2 separate regions of the Mus musculus genome follow, and region 2 is linked to region 1. A link is a contact called in public capture Hi-C data. All regions are on one chromosome and are shown on one strand. The core of a region is the stretch at or near the end of the contact, and the rest is flanking DNA. Distances in the headings are between cores, read along the strand shown. Region 1 overlaps Zeb2 (zinc finger E-box binding homeobox 2). Region 2 has its middle 200 kb from the start of Gm13470.

Region 1 (2,724 bases), core at 136-2,635:
GACAATTTTGCTGGTAAAAAATAAATAAATCATAAATATGGAAAATATGGAATCAGCTTCAAGTTTGTACATAGCATAGCACCGAGTCTCCATAGTATGTCATGTTGTACGCTTAATCTCCAAGCTAATCTATTAGTACTTCAACGGCATTATCCCAAACAAGGAAACATGGTTTTCTTCATGCTGGAGGCAAGGCCAGGCCTTGTCCAGCTCTGTTGAGCAATATCCTCAACCAAAAAAAAAGGGGGGGGGAGAGGGGAATTTAAAAATAAATATCTAAATCCTGAAGGAACTATTAACTGAAACAGGAAAAAATAAGCAAAAGGAAAACTTAGGTAAGTTGCTTAGCATCCTGATGTCTATACCTCTGTAGAATCCATTTGGATTCTATGTTCAGATAAATTGAGAGATGAGACTGAATATGGTGGAAGGTAGTCACATAACTTTGAGTTTTAAAACATTTTTTTTCAGATTTATTTGTTCTTATTGTATGTGTATGAGTGTATGAATGTTTTACTTCCATGTATGTATGTGGACTACATGGTAGAGTTCAGAAGAGGGCATCAGAGCCCCTGGAACAATGGTTGTCAGCCACCAAGTAGATGCTGGAAACCAAACCCAAGTCCTCTGCCATAGCCACAAGTGGTCTTAACTGCTGAGCCATCACTTCAACCCAAACAGACAACGACAGACCACCAAGACATTAAAGGTTTTAAATTCTTCAAGCTAGATAAACACAGGTCCTGAAGCAACCATACAACTTGTCCCACTGACACACGTTGAGCCCTTGAGCAAGTTGCTGCCCATATGCCAGTCCTTAAGCCCAACTTCCTTCTCTTTCGACTGCAGTGGGGTCAGTTTGACTTGGCCTTCCTTCTCTCCTCCTTTCCTCTTCCCTTCCTGAAAAGCTGTTTCTGTAAAATCAAATGAGTAAGAAGATGGCATTCCTACACCACAGTCCTCTACGAAGAAGTTAGACATCCTGTTTTGACTTGAATTTATGCCTCAGAAGCAGAAGAGGGAACGGAATCAGGGATTATGTCCAGGTTACAACATCAGCTAATTTGACGGAAAGGTAGTTACATTTATTTTTTCATCTTTGTTTACTTATTTACAATAGTTTGTGCCTTTTGTAAGGATTGTTCTGGAGACAGAGAGAAAAAGAAATGTGATCTGTTCTCAGTCTCAGGAGATTAATGCACACATACAGTTCTTAGTATACATTCATAATGGGCTCAAACACAGAAAATGAGTTCTTTTTTTTTTTTTAAGACACACATGAGATTCCAAAAATGAGACAATCTTCAGGGAATGATAGTGTGTATCCTCCACGTGATTTCCCTGAGAGAGGTCCCTGCACTTCTTCTATGGGGAAGCTGTACTGGCCAGGGCTGCTATGAGGAACCCTGACTCATGGTGACTGTGACCATAGTGATTGAAAATAGACAGGAGGGAACTTCACAGTCAGGTGACTTCTTTCTAACTACAGCAAGTTCTCAGATCCCTGGGCTGGCCCAAGATGAGAGAGCAGTTAATAAGGAGAGCTTGGCACCCTGTGCCTCTGTCTGGTTGACACCCACGGGATTGAGAAATCTGCTAGTTTGCATACTGGTACAATGCTGGAGCTTAACCCCTGGCCACTGTATGGATGACAGGTGAGAGCCAGATTGAAGGCCAAAGGGGTTGCTTTTGATCTAGGAAGGCAGTGCCAGAGTTACCTCAGGGAAATCTGCTGTGTAACCCAACGAAATCTATTAGCTGATCAATTCTGAATATATACGCCAAGGATTTTTTTTTTAAATATCAAAAACGACCCATATTGAAGAATTTGCACAAATTCCCCATTTAAGTCAGTATTAACCATGATAGAAGCAATCAGGCCTGATCCTAGAAAGAAATTAGATCTTTCAAACCTGCCTAATTCCCACTGCAGTTGCTTGAGGAAAATTGAAATGAAAGAAGGGATTTATGATTTTTTTTTAAGCTCAAAAATCCCACATACTGATTTCTGACTAAGACCAGTACTGGCCAGGGCTGGAGCCGTCCTTCACCCGCACATTACTTCACTTACAGATTAAACTGTTGTTTCCTTTTCTCTTATACTACTACAGGCGAAATACCTAGGCAAATGCACTCTGCTAAAATAACTTTACGGTTGTGACACAGTTTGACAAAGGCAAAAGAAACTACGAGTCAGGGCTCAAACCCCATCCTCGGCCAGTTCCAACTGTGGAAAAGAAAATGCTTTAAAACAGAACAGCCTTGGAATAATCCCGAAGTTTTTGAGGCAGCCTCTGCACTGTCTAGTGTCTTGAACTTTGGGTTACATAAAAGAGTTGTAATATGTATGCTCACAGCAATGTGGTCATGGTTTTGTTAAGTGTTGCTTGCAAAAGACATTCCCTTGGTTTTACTTGTGTTTGTTTTTGCATGACTTGATTTCTTTTAAAGGTTCTGTAAATGTAGCTGAAGATAGTAACTTATTGGAAGTGAATAAGTTCCCTTGAAATATCCCTTAAGTAATAATAATGGCTTCCTTGGCTATAGTCACTTGATACTTATTGCTACTACAGAAGTGATATACAGAGGATAGTCTGTCTGTCTGTCTGTGTGTGTCTGTCTGTGTGTCTGTTGAAATAAAACCATTTTTACCCAAGTTCCATATTTACTACCTGTATGCAAATTATAAATCTAATAAAGAGGTCGTACATCATTTTTATTAAA
Region 2 (2,710 bases), core at 125-2,624, 1.2 Mb before region 1:
ATTTTGAATTTAAATTTCCGGATTTCCCACGGAATTTATGTGGTGATCAGGGAATCAGAAATATTGTTCATATTCCCAAATACTTCTTTAAGCAAAGACCTCTTTGACAACTTTCTCAAGTTTAAATTCAGTTATGGAAACCAACTGGAAAAAGGCTATTGACCTAAAAGTGTTCAGTGCAAAACTGTTTTCATGTTATATTAAAATATTTTAATGATTGGATGAGGAATCATAGGCATGGATCCACAAATTGGTATGACATGCATTCTTTATGATTTTCATTTGGAAATATCCAGGATGCCTTCAACTCTCACTGTGGCTTATCTTTGTAGTCCTACCAGATTGAATAGGATGTATCAAAATAAGGAAAAGTATTGTGCTCCACTAACCATTTAAACTCCAATTAATTCTCAGGACTGTAAATGACTTAAGAAAGCTCATTTGGCTCTATCTCACCAGGTTTTCTCAATACCTCTTCCTAGTTTCCATGATAGAGCTAAAGCAAAGATAGCCACTATTTTCAAAGAAACATAATTTGGAAAATGGGAACTAGATTTGGGCATAGAGAAGACAGAGTGTGAACAGTAGAAAGAAAATGACATAATGGCAATTAAGGACATTGTTTTTTACTGTAAAGTTTCAAAATACATTTTCAAAGTACAATATGATTTCTTTTAGTGATATATAGTCCTTAGCTTGTTGTTGTTTGGCCACTAAGTTATATCGAAACTACAAAATATTTACCATATTTTTCAGCTCTAGTAATACCTGTGGGAATGAATTACTAGATCACTAAGATAGATGAATGTGTGGTAGTAGATTTTCTAAAACAGAGCAAATAATTCTCATTTTAAACATTTAGTTATATAAATTGTGTTTGATGAGTGTTAAGATTGGGCAACACAATTGACATCCTTGCAATAAAACAGGATCTGCTTTATAATTTTTTTATAATCAGTTTTACAATCATGCAAGTTTGGTGATTGAATTCTGAAATGAGTAACAGTCTCGTTTATCTTCAACCTTTCTGACTACATGTGTTTAAGTTGAAACAAACAAAGAAATGAAATATAAAGCCAATTTTTAAAAAGTACATGATATGAGAGAAAGGACACAGAGGGCAGGCATTTTTTTTCCAGATTTTAGAAACCTCTAAAATCTCTGTGTCCTCCTCAAATGTACTTGAGTTACAACATTGGGTATTTTCTCTCCGTACCTTTGAACATTTGCCTTGTTAGTCATAAATTTGTTTGAGAAAAAATAAAATACATGTTTTAAAGCTATCTTCCTAATTTCGCAAGTAAAAAAGGAAGTAGCAGAAGGGCATTTTTCTTGGGTGACTAGACATTTGGGGAACAAACAGACTGTTCTAACAGACGAGCTAAAGGTCTGTCAACCAGAGAAGTGGGAGGTCCTCCCTCTTCTGCCTGCTGAAGGGAGAATATTGAAAGGAAGCCAGAATGCAAACTGATCAAGAAAAATACATAGACAAACTGCACAAGAAAATAAGATCTACACTAGAAACAACTATTGGAATCATTGAAATTATGTGTGAATGTTTACATAAACTTTTTATCATGATTCTTCTTGAGTGGATATCTCCTGAAGTTCCCTCAGCCTTTTCTTCCACCAATATCTGACCATAAACATGAACCAAGGTTTCTGATGGTCTATGAAGTCCTTCTGATTGCAGTGGCCACTCTATTACTCCATTGACTATAATCATGTATACTTACTGCACCAGGTGCCCTCTATACTCTTTCTGATTCAAGTTTAAACCCTCCAGGCAGTAGCTGTTTGATTCAGAACAAGTAATTGAAAATCTTTTAGTTTGCTTGTTCCTTTTATAAAAATCATCTACTAGAGAAACCTTCATTTATTTTTGTAAACTGTTAATGATGCCAAAAAAAGCAAACTATTCTAACGGACTTAAGGTACCATTACCTATATGGACAAAGTTGAAATGCTTGTGATTTAAGAAATACTTGCAAGCCTGGAGGCAGCTGAACAGTTGAGGTGCTTGCTGCCTGGCTTGACACTTGACGTCTCAGGACCCATGTGATAGAAGGAGAAATGATTCTTGCCTGATGCTAATGAGTCCACAAACATATTTTTGCTCCCTATTCATAGTAATTATTGCTGTTATAAGGTAGCGTTTTAGGCTTGCTTAAAGTGAGCGCTATATTATTTTTAAAAAAAGAAAAAGAAAATGCAAGCTTGTCAGGGCTGGGGTGAGCAGATGCCATGAATTACTAGGAAGTTGCACTTTATCCCGAGCTCTGTGCAGATGGAGGCATCAGCAAAGAGCAAAAGGCACGGACACATCCCTTTCATATATAGAATATATGGAGACCAGAAGGGTGTGGTGACTTACTTAGAATTGTGCAATCATTTCAGAGAAAGACATTGTTTGTGCAGAGAAAACACTCAGGAGCAGAGTGACTAAATCCTTTAAAAAAAATTGAAACACTTGAGGATCATAGTGTTGTTCAGAGAATTTCCTGTTGTTTCCATTATAAGTATAATTAAAGCTGCCTGCTCTTCTTAATTTTTTTTTCTTTTTAAGAAATAAGTTATCTCTACTAACTGGGTGGTCCTGCAGGCAATTTCATTGTTGAGTCCAACCAGAACCTGAAAATAAAGTCTTTCTTCTAAAACACAGAGTGCATCTTTCTACCCCAGTCTTCTTTGGTTTAAGGATTTTTTGTTT

The links. Capture Hi-C pulls out chosen DNA fragments and counts their contacts.
Region 2: a capture Hi-C map of bone marrow-derived macrophages shows a contact between it and region 1, with 9 times the contacts expected there. The contact joins two enhancer-like sites. A contact is called at or near these places in 1 of 484 Hi-C or Micro-C datasets (adipose-derived mesenchymal stem cells), 2 of 115 datasets of contacts at active chromatin or transcription factors (bone marrow-derived macrophages and microglia) and 1 of 9 other capture datasets (bone marrow-derived macrophages).

The regions. Positions count from the first base shown.
Region 1 is chr2:45,048,217-45,050,940 of GRCm38.p6, reverse strand. The region is part of intron 2 of Zeb2 (zinc finger E-box binding homeobox 2); the gene reads left to right. Among named protein-coding and RNA genes, the nearest start is that of Mir5129, 26 kb to the right of the region's middle. Within about 2 kb of position 1,385, at least 88 of the 459 cell types and tissues checked have an H3K27ac peak or open chromatin away from gene starts, as enhancers often do. A contact at or near this core is called in bone marrow-derived macrophages, where this site is marked.
Region 2 is chr2:46,244,550-46,247,259 of GRCm38.p6, reverse strand. No RefSeq gene overlaps it. Among named protein-coding and RNA genes, the nearest start is that of Gm13470, 200 kb to the left of the region's middle. Within about 2 kb of position 1,374, at least 25 of the 459 cell types and tissues checked have an H3K27ac peak or open chromatin away from gene starts, as enhancers often do. A contact at or near this core is called in bone marrow-derived macrophages, where this site is marked.